Linked DNA regions of Vulpes vulpes: region 1 is linked to region 2. A link is a contact called in public Hi-C data. All regions are on one chromosome and are shown on one strand. Each heading gives the region's core, a stretch centred on a gene start, on an enhancer-like site or on the middle of the called end of the contact. The rest is flanking DNA. Distances are from core to core; before and after follow the strand shown.

The links. A called contact is a pair of places that touch in the nucleus more often than the background predicts.
Region 1: a Hi-C map of skeletal muscle shows a contact between it and region 2, with 2.7 times the contacts expected there. The contact joins the promoter of RCBTB1 here to the promoter of KPNA3 in region 2. A contact is called at or near these places in 2 of 3 Hi-C or Micro-C datasets (both in skeletal muscle).

The regions. Positions count from the first base shown.
Region 1 is chr6:2,293,349-2,298,287 of VulVul3, forward strand. RCBTB1 (RCC1 and BTB domain containing protein 1) reads left to right here and starts at 3,351. Exons shown (of 13, transcript XM_072760545.1): 1 at 3,351-3,460.
Region 2 is chr6:2,137,201-2,141,744 of VulVul3, forward strand. KPNA3 (karyopherin subunit alpha 3) reads left to right here and starts at 2,091. Exons shown (of 17, transcript XM_072760527.1): 1 at 2,091-2,380. The coding sequence starts at 2,312.

The DNA.
Region 1 (4,939 bases), core at 2,101-4,600, 160 kb after region 2:
CATCCGAGCGGACTGAGAGAAATCCTACTAAATGGGAGTGTGTTTCTGACTTGTGAAGGCCCTGAAGTAATCCTCCTGTGAACGTGCCTGGGCCACATCTTAAAAGTGGGCCCCCCCCCCCTGCTCCCCCCGTAACAGCTTTGGAAATATTGCAAGAATCTTAGAATTGGATGAAGGAATGTATCTTGACATATAAACACAAAAAACAACCTTTGTAATTGAATTTGGTGTGAATTTCTCACGAGACAACATCAAATCTAGTTGGCTAGTAACTAAACCAGAAGCCAAGTGAAGGGAGTCAGGGACAGCTCCGGACCCTAGGTGGGGCCCCACGCCACACGGTGGCGGGCTTACTCTGCTGTGCTCTGCCTCGGGCCCTAAAGAACCAAAAATAGAAAGGGGCGTGGGGTGGAGGCACCCACTTACCAAGCAACAAATCTTAGCGCTTGGATTGAACTACCTTAAGCCACATATTTTAGGAAGTTAACTTAGAAAGGATGACGTTTGGGGCAGCCCGGGGGGGCTCAGCGGTTCAGCACCTGCCTTCTGCCCGGGGCGCGATCCTAGAGACCCAGGATAGAGCCCCACGTCGGGCTCCCTGCGTGGAGCCTGCTTCTCCCTCTGCCTGTGTCTCTGCCTCTGTGTGTCTCTCAGGAATAATAAATAAAATCTTTAAAAAAAAATTAGAAAGGATGACGGTTGTCAAGATCATATGTTTATATAAAAGTGTCTGCATTGGATGTGCCCGGGCAGCAATGATGGGACTTCAGTGCAGTAGGACACTCTCCCCCTCAGTCTCAGTCTCCATCTCGGTCTCTTTGCTACATTGACGGCTTTGGAGGACTTGGGGTTCTAAAACTGTCACACACACACACACCCCTTATAACTAAAAGAAAGCCAGGATATCTTCTTTAGGAGCAAGAATTTCAATGACATGGCCGTTCACTTGCTAAGGAATCCGGTTTTGAGTGTGATTTCTGCCACTTGTTGCCCGCGGGACATTAGATCAGCTACTTGGCCGACAGCAGTGTCAGCTTCTTCGTCACGGTGTCGCAGTGTCATAGTGTCACAGTGCCTCCCTCAGGGGGCCGTGGGGATGGAAGGGCACAGTGGGGCAGGGCCCGGCCCTCTGTTCACCGCCCCTCCTGTCCTCCTCCCAGGCAGCAGCCAAGCCCCATGTCCCCTCTTCCCGGGCACTTGGCGGTGGCCCCGGCTGAACTGGGGCGATGCCCGGCCCGGGAGAAGAGGGTGCAGGGCCCGGGGGAGGCTGGGTTCACGGGACCCCCCAGCGCGGCCCCCATCCTTGCCGCCGCCTGGGTTCTCGGGGAGGCCACTTGGTCAAGATGCTGGAACCACAGGCGGCAGGGGCTGCGGCCCCCACAGCGCTCCTCGGGGACACGCCGGCCTCGTGGGGGCCCTCCTCCTGGAAGATCCGTGAGCACGAGAGAAACTTGTGTTTTGTGAAGACACTGGGATCCCGGGGCTCGTCTATTAGGTCAGCTCAGCGTTTACTGAGATGCACGTGGAGCATCTAGGCCACCGGCCACCTCCTAAATGTTAGATGACATTAATGTCACGACTCTCGACATAAACCACCGGGCGCGTGGCTGGTTTGCAGGGTTGAGTGTCTGACTCTTGGCCTTGGCTCGGGTCGTGAGGAGCCCCGCGGAGTCTGCTTGTCCCTCTCCCCCTGCTCCTCTCTTTCTCTTAAATAATTAAATGAAATCTTTATAGAAATAAATAAGTATAAATCAGCTTAAAACTCTGAACTTCAAACACAGTAATAGTAGGGAGATTCCTTCTGCGGTCTATGAGATCTGGCTTTTTGTTCGTTTTGTTTTGTTTTGTTTTAAGCCAGAGAAAGTCTAGGAAATAAGTTGTGGGTGGAAGTGGTAAAAATCTGCGCTCTTCGTGTATGCCATTTGCAGCAAGTCATGATCAATATTTTTGTATTTATCTTTACTACTTTTTTGAAAAAATGAACAGAATATGAAAGAAAGAAAATCAAGTTGGTACCCATCTTTAAACTCATATTTAAAATTTTTCTTCCTTGTGATGACATTAGTGTCATCACTGAGATTCAGTGATTTCTCTCTGTTTCACACAATGCCTACCCTTTTTTCATAAAAACATTGTCTTTCTTGGCTCTGACACTTTTGGATGTTTAGTGTTTTTATTTTTAATTTATTTATTTTTAAGAGATTTTATTTATTTATTCATGAGAGACACAGAGAGAGGCAGAGACACAGGCAGAGGGAGAAGCAGGCTCCATGCAGGGAGCCTGATGCAGGACTTGATCCTGGGACCCCAGGATCATGCCTTGGGCTGAAGGCAGGTGCTAAACTGCTGAGCCACCCAGGGACCCCTATTTTTTTATTTTTTAGATTTTATTTTTAAGTCATCTCTATACCCAACATGGGCTTGAACTCTCAACCACAAGATCAAGAGTCTCAGGCTCCACCAACTGAGCCGTCAGGTGCCCCGTTGTTTTATTAATGCCTCTCCTCAGGTTTTTCTAATCAAATTCTACCTCATTTAAAGCCCAGATCAAAGTTCATGCATTCAGTCAAAGCCTTCTAGGACGTCCTGGTTGGAAGGGATCCCACATGTACTGAACTGTCAGATTTTTTAAAAAAAGATGTATTTATTTATTTATTTGAGAGAGAGAGAATGAGTGCAGGCACGGGGTGGGGGAGAGGCAGAGGGAGAGAGAGAATCTCAAGCAGATTCCCTGCTGAGCTAGGAGCCCAACGCTGGGGTCAATCTCACGACCCTGAGATCATGATTTGAGCCAAAATCAAGAGGCCATTCTTTAACCAACTGAGCCACCCAGGCACCCCTGAACTGTAACATTTACACAACCCAAGGCTCTTGCCGTTTGCTGTCTTCTGGGCTAGAGTTTGTTTTCGGGTCGGTGGGTTTATATAACTCGCTTCCCACTCATCAGATTGCAAACTATTTGATGGGTTGGACTGTGCATTTTTAAATTTTATGTTGCCCACAGAAAATAGAGCCTGTGCTGTTATTGATGACCGACTCATTGGTCTGAAAGCCCCAAGTTTATGAGATTTCCCACAACATTTTAATATCTATCTTTCATAGAGATTTATAAAAATAAAGAGCAATGGCTCTCATAAAGTTTTCTTCACAGATAAAAAATAATTTATAATTGGGGGACAAGAGTGGGAGAGGTAGTATTTTATGGTCAGTGGTTTGGGTTAGAGGAAATTTACAAAAGAATAAGTGAGTGCCTTGTTTTCCATATTGAAATAAGGGCAATTTTATATGTGTTACCAGTTAAACTTTTTTTTATTGTTCTTCATCCTGTTTTTTTTTTTTTTTTTTTTAAGTAGGCTCCATGCCCAGCATGGAGCCCAACATGGAACTTGAACTTATGACCCTGAGATCAAGACCTAAGCTGAGATCAAGAGCCAGATGTTTATCCAACTGAGCCACCCAGGTGACCCCCTATTTACTTTTTAAATTTCTGTTTTGCATATTTGCTTAAGATGTTTACCTTAAAAATATTAAAAGTTATAGCTGAAAATGTTTCGTGTTGTATATTCAACATCACAAGGACTGTAGAATGTTTGATCTCTGAATCTTGCCTTTCACCTTCAATTTGATGCTAATTTCTTTTTAAATTATTTATTTATTTATTTATGATAGTCACAGAGAGAGAGAGGCAGAGACACAGGCGGAGGGAGAAGCAGGCTCCATGCACCGGGAGCCCGATGTGGGATTCGATCCCGGGTCTCCAGGATCGCGCCCTGGGCCAAAGGCAGGCGCCAAACCGCTGCGCCACCCAGGGATCCCTGATGCTAATTTCATCCTGTGTTTATCCTTTAAAAATTGGTAATTTTCTATAATCAGAGTTTACTTAGTTTTGCCAATGTTCTATTAATTTCTTTGCTCATCGTTGATTCTTGCCTCCTGATCTGTTCTTCCAAGTTTATTTTTCTAACTTCTGGGTCTGTGAGTGGGAAATACTCTTAGTCTTGGTTTGAAAATGTCTTTGTTCTCGACTTTGAATGCTAGTTTCACTGGATAGAGAATTCTAGATTAACAGATATTTTCCCCTACCCTTTTGAAAATATTATCTTCCTGCATCTACTGCTTGTGACAAGAAGCCAGCTTTGTCCATATATCACTCTTTATAGGTAGTGTGACTTTCAGGCTCATCCTAAACATTCATAGAACCCAGGGCAAAATTACAAATGGAGGCCCACATACAATACATCTAAAAAAAATTTTAACTTTCAAAACAAGCTAACAACTTGTTAAGTAAAATATGTTCTATCCTCCTATCTTGAGAAATACAGCCTTTTAAGGGCTTGGATGATCAAGCCTTGAATTTAGGCCTCCTGGAATCCTTAGGGGATGGTAGAGAGAGATCACCACCCTGGCCCATGCCTCACAGCTCATCCTCCTTGTTTCCCAATCCTGGCTCCATCCCACACTGCAAGGGACTTCACACACAGGCTTGTGGACACTCCACTTCCAAGCTCTCCAAACAGCCTCTCCCTGGACACCCCATGGCCCTAAGGGTGTGCAGTTTGTTCTTGGGGGTTGGACATTGGGAAGAGGCCCACAAAGGTCCTGAAAGTGGGTTGGAGCTGTCTGGGCAGGGGATTCTAGGGTCTTGGGCACCTGGAGCATGATTGGATGGAAAGGGCAAACTTTGGGTCATGTTTCTTATAATAACCTTCTTAATGGTTTTCTCCCAAACCTGTTCTCTACACTGTATCAGAGAATTTTTTAAAAATGTAAATCACAGCCTTTTACCCTCTCCTAAAAAATCCTTTATTTTTTAAAAAAGATTTTATTTATTTAATTTGAGAGAAAGAGAGAGAACACAGAGGGAGAGGTCGATTCAGACTCCCCACTGAGCAGAAAGCCTGACGTGGGACTCGATCTCAAGACCCTGAGATCATGACCT
Region 2 (4,544 bases), core at 841-3,340:
ACGTGGGATTCGATCCTGGGTCTCCAGGATCGTGCCCTGAGCCAAAGGCAGGCGCCAAACTACTGCGCCACCCAGGGATCCCCTCCTTCTCCTTTCTTGACAACCACCACACTTTTTGGGTAATAACTTGTTTTATTGGCTGTCTCCTCCGACAGACATGAAGCTGCGAGGAGGCAGGAACCAGGCTGTCTTGTTTACAAATAGATCCTAGTGCTAGTGCAATAACTGACGATGGTATGTGCTCACTAAATGGGTTTCAAACTCTGAAATGATGAAAGACTTATTACACATTTGATGACAGCAAGTAGGGTGAAGAGAAGCGATGGAAGGGAGTAGAGTAACCTTTAAAGAGAATGCCTTGCTAAATCATAATACAAACAGAGCAGCAGTCTGGCAGTTTCTCTCACAATCAGGGAAACTGCCAAACGCACACTTCTATTGCCTTAAGAACTAGAGTTGAAGTAATCTATTCATTCTAAATGTTAGGGGTTTGCTGTTGTTGTGGTTTCCCTTCAAATGAGTGGTTGGATTAGGATCAGATATCATAAAAAGTGAGGACCTGGAGTTATCAAGCAACCGATTCACTTAAGTGCATTTAAAAAAAATGCAAATTGACATTTAACAATGAAGAATAAAACACAGCTTTTTGGTTTTCCTTGAAAAATTTGGGGATCCCTTGGTGGCTCAGCGGTTTGGCGCCTGCCTTTGACCCAGGGCGTGGTCTTGGGGTCCCTGCATGGAGCCTGCTTCTCCCTCTGCCTGTGTCTCTGCCTCTCTTTCTCTCTCTCTCTCTCTCTGTGTCTCTCATGAATAAATAAAATCTTTAAAAAAAGAAAAAAAAATTGGACCTTTGGCAACAGTGGTCTGAAGCCTTTCCATGGGCCTGTGTTTATCAACAGGCCACATCCCACCACTCCCAAAGCAAATGCTACCGGCATTGTAAGGCCTCCGGAGTCATGACCCTTGCACTTGCAGGATCTTTAAGGCCCCTTGCTTGGGGGGAAGCTGTCTTCTTTGATCTCGGTAGGGTTCTATTTCTACCGACTTTTGAATGACCTCAGTATCGCTTGAACGGTCCTATGATATTGCATACCTGCTTATATCTGCCACAGACTCTGAAACTGGCTATTTCACACATAATCAGGGGACCCCCAACTGCTCCAGAAGGCTCCCTTCTGCTACTGTTATTGATCCACGTTTCCTCTGATCGGTCCTCCGATGACCCTAAGGGGCGATCCTGCTAGGACAGCTGGTCTGCAGGTGGGAATCTGAGTGCTGCCCTAAGGCCGAGAGCATCGTGTGCGGTGGTGGCACCAGAAGGGTCGGGGACGCGGAAACGCGGGGACTGCGGGGGTGAAGCTTGCAGGACCGGGCCTGGGAGGACGACCGAGACAGGACGCCGCAGGGCCCGCGTGCTCGCAACCCGCCCAGAACTGCGGTCGCCGGAGCCGAGCTCCAGGTGCGCTAAGCCAGGTAGCGCATCAATGAACACGTGCACCGCAAATCTCCATGTCAGATGGAAGTAACTGCTATTTATAAAACCCAAGCAGAGCCGGGGAACAGCGGGCGAGGGCGGCTGCTATTCCGGGAGACCCCAGAGCAGCAAGTCAGCCAAGCCCAAACCGTCCACCGGCTTCTAATCCTCCAGGCTCCCCGAGAGCGAGCCGCGCCTCCCGCGAAGCCCCGCCCCCCGGCCTCCCCATTGGGCGCCGAGGTAAGCCCCGCCCCCGCCCCGCCCACAGGCCGCCTTGGGGGCGGGGCTCCGCGCCGCGCTGAAAGCCGCGCGCGCAGACTTCCCGGCATTCTTCGCGTTCTGTCAAGCCGGGAGGCTCGGCCCCGCCTGTCCCCGCTTCCCCCTCTCCCGCTCCCTCCCGTCCCACCACCCCCTGCGGTGCGTGGCATGCTGGGAATTGTAGTTCCGCCGCCGGCTCTGCGTCTCGCGCGCCGCATAAAAGCGCCGGATCCGGTCGCGTCGGAGCACGCGGCCTGCCTCGTCGAGGGGGCGCGAGGGGGCGCGAGGGCGGGCGGCCCGCGGGGGTCCTCGCGAGAGCACGCGGGCGGCCGCCCCGGTCACGTGACCCCCGCTGGCCGGCGCCGCAGCGCCATTCCCGCCGCGCCCGGCAGCCGGCCTGCGCCTCCCCAGGCGCTGCTGCCACCTCGCGCTCGGAGGCGTCGCGGAGCGCGCTCCCCGGCGCCCTCCCCCTCCCCCTCCCGTCCCCTCCCGCCCTCCCCCGGCTCCCCCGCCCGAGCCTCGCCGCCGCCGCCGCCGCCGCAGCCGCAGGAGTAGCCGCCGCCGGAGCCGCGCGCAGCCATGGCCGAGAACCCGGGCTTGGAGAACCACCGCATCAAGAGCTTCAAGAACAAGGGCCGCGATGTGGAAGTGAGTGTGTGCGCGCCGCGGCGGCCTGGGCCCCCCGCCCCGCGGCGGGCGGCGGGCGGCGGGCGGCGGGCGGGCGGGGAGGGGCGGGGGCCGGCGGCGGGCGAGCCGGGCGGCGGGCGGCGGGCGGCGGGGGCCGCGGGGCGGGGGGCGGGGGCGGCCCCGTCGCGCGGGCGCGGCCTGCAGCGGGCGAGGAAGGGCTGCGCGGCCGAGGCGGGGTCGGCTCCCCGCGCGGGGCTCCGCGGGCCGGGCCCGGGCGGCCGGAGGGGGTGGGGACCAGCCGGGGGCCGGGCAACCGACCTGCCGGCGGGCGGCGGTGGGGGAGGGTAGGATGCGCCGGGACCGCCGCCTGCCGCGCGGCGCCGCCGGCCTTGGAGCGGGCCCTTGGACGTGCACAATGGTGCCGCCCATTGTGCGGAGGCCCCGGGGGCGCCGCGGGCCCCGGCTCCGCTCCCGGGACCTGTTCCCGGCGCCTGCCCGGGCTCCGGCTGGCGCGCGGGATGGCCGCGTCCTCGGCGCCTTCCACCGGCGCACACGGGATGCGCCGCCCCCGGGGCCTCGCGGGGCTCTGCCTCGCGTGGGGCCGCTGCTGGCACTTGCGGGCGGTTGCAAAACCGCGTACACAGCGCGGTCGCTCGGTCGGCCGCCACTCCGCGTGTTGCCATTGTCTCGCTAAGGTGACACCAGCAGGTACTGTTTGCAAACTCGGCTTAGGGAGGCAGCGCTAGAGGTCTCTCTGCAGCTACGGAAAGCAACATAGTATGCAGGGCACTAACTTCCCTGGGACTCTGACCTCTGGGCTCGACGGGGAGGACGTGCTTGTAGGTCCACAGCGTCCTTTTCCAAAGCGAGGTGACATGATTTGCAGTTTTGGGATTCTTGAGAAAGGGCCGGTGGGACTAAGAAGCGTGCATGCCCCCCCCCCCTTGTCTTAGTGGTGGGAAAGCGTTCAGCGTTCAGTTTTGTCCAGAAACACACACACACACAAAAAAACCTCAAGCGATTCTTTTTTTTTCCCCCCAGAGCTATAAAACCGAATGCTAATTGGAAACAAGAAAAAAAAAAAAAAGCTAAGGAAATACTGTGGAGTTCCCATTCGATTAACACAAGTGAAGGTCATCTGTCTCTCCGTCCTGGTCCTGGTTACATTTCTTTTTGTGAGAAATAATTCTAAGCAAAAGTGAAACTTTAGGAATAGCAGCAAGAAATTTGGGGACCGCCTCTCGTTACTGGTTCACTTGATGAGAGGAATTAACTGTGAGCTCTTTCCATCAGTAATTGTTTTTGAAGCTTTACCTCTGTTGTAGAGCAAAACTTATGTAGTTTGGGAAATGCCCATAATTGTGTAGAAGAACCAATAACGTGGTTTCCTCTGTCGGATGTTGATGCTGGGTTTTGTTTTATTATTTGGCCGTATTACTGTGTTCTGGGAGCTCAGTGCTACCCAGTCAGGACGCTTGGACGTGATGGGTATAGGATAAATGTTTGCTGGTGATCAGAATGTGATCAGTGACTTATAGGTGCCTGAAAAAGAGGATGGTTGCCAAGCCTTTTAGCCTGAAAATGTTGATCACATTACATTCCCCAGGATACATCGGGGTAACTAAGGCATGAAACAGCAGACACTACACTAAGAGCTTCATGAGATTTCATTTAATCCTTATAAGAACTTTATAAACTAGATATAGAATTATCCCTACTTTACAGGAGGAAAGTACTTTAGGCGAGGACACGTGAGCGTGCTTATGTAGCATATAGAAGGTCCCTAAGTGGCAGCGAGCATTCATTCACTAATTGTCACTTGGACGTCTCACAGTATTAGGTCTTGGGGATACAGAGGAGACTAAAATTCAGCCTGTACCTCAAGAAGTTTACGGTTCAGTGGGAGTCATAGAAAAGTAAACTGATAATTGCAACGCAATTCATTGATAAGTACATTCCGAGAATATTCTGACTTGAGGCCGAGCAGTCCAGGGAGATGTTCTGGTTGATTCCTAGTGGATGAATTGGAGTAAGCTGATCCTGAAAGGTGAAAGAAGGTTGGCCCGGTAAAATGCAGGAAAAGGGAGGGCGCAAGGAAGGGGCATTGCAGGCTTGGGGGAGGAGTAATTGGGCAGCCCTGAGAGAATGCGGTAGGACTGCTGCGAGAGAAGGGAGTGTGACTAAA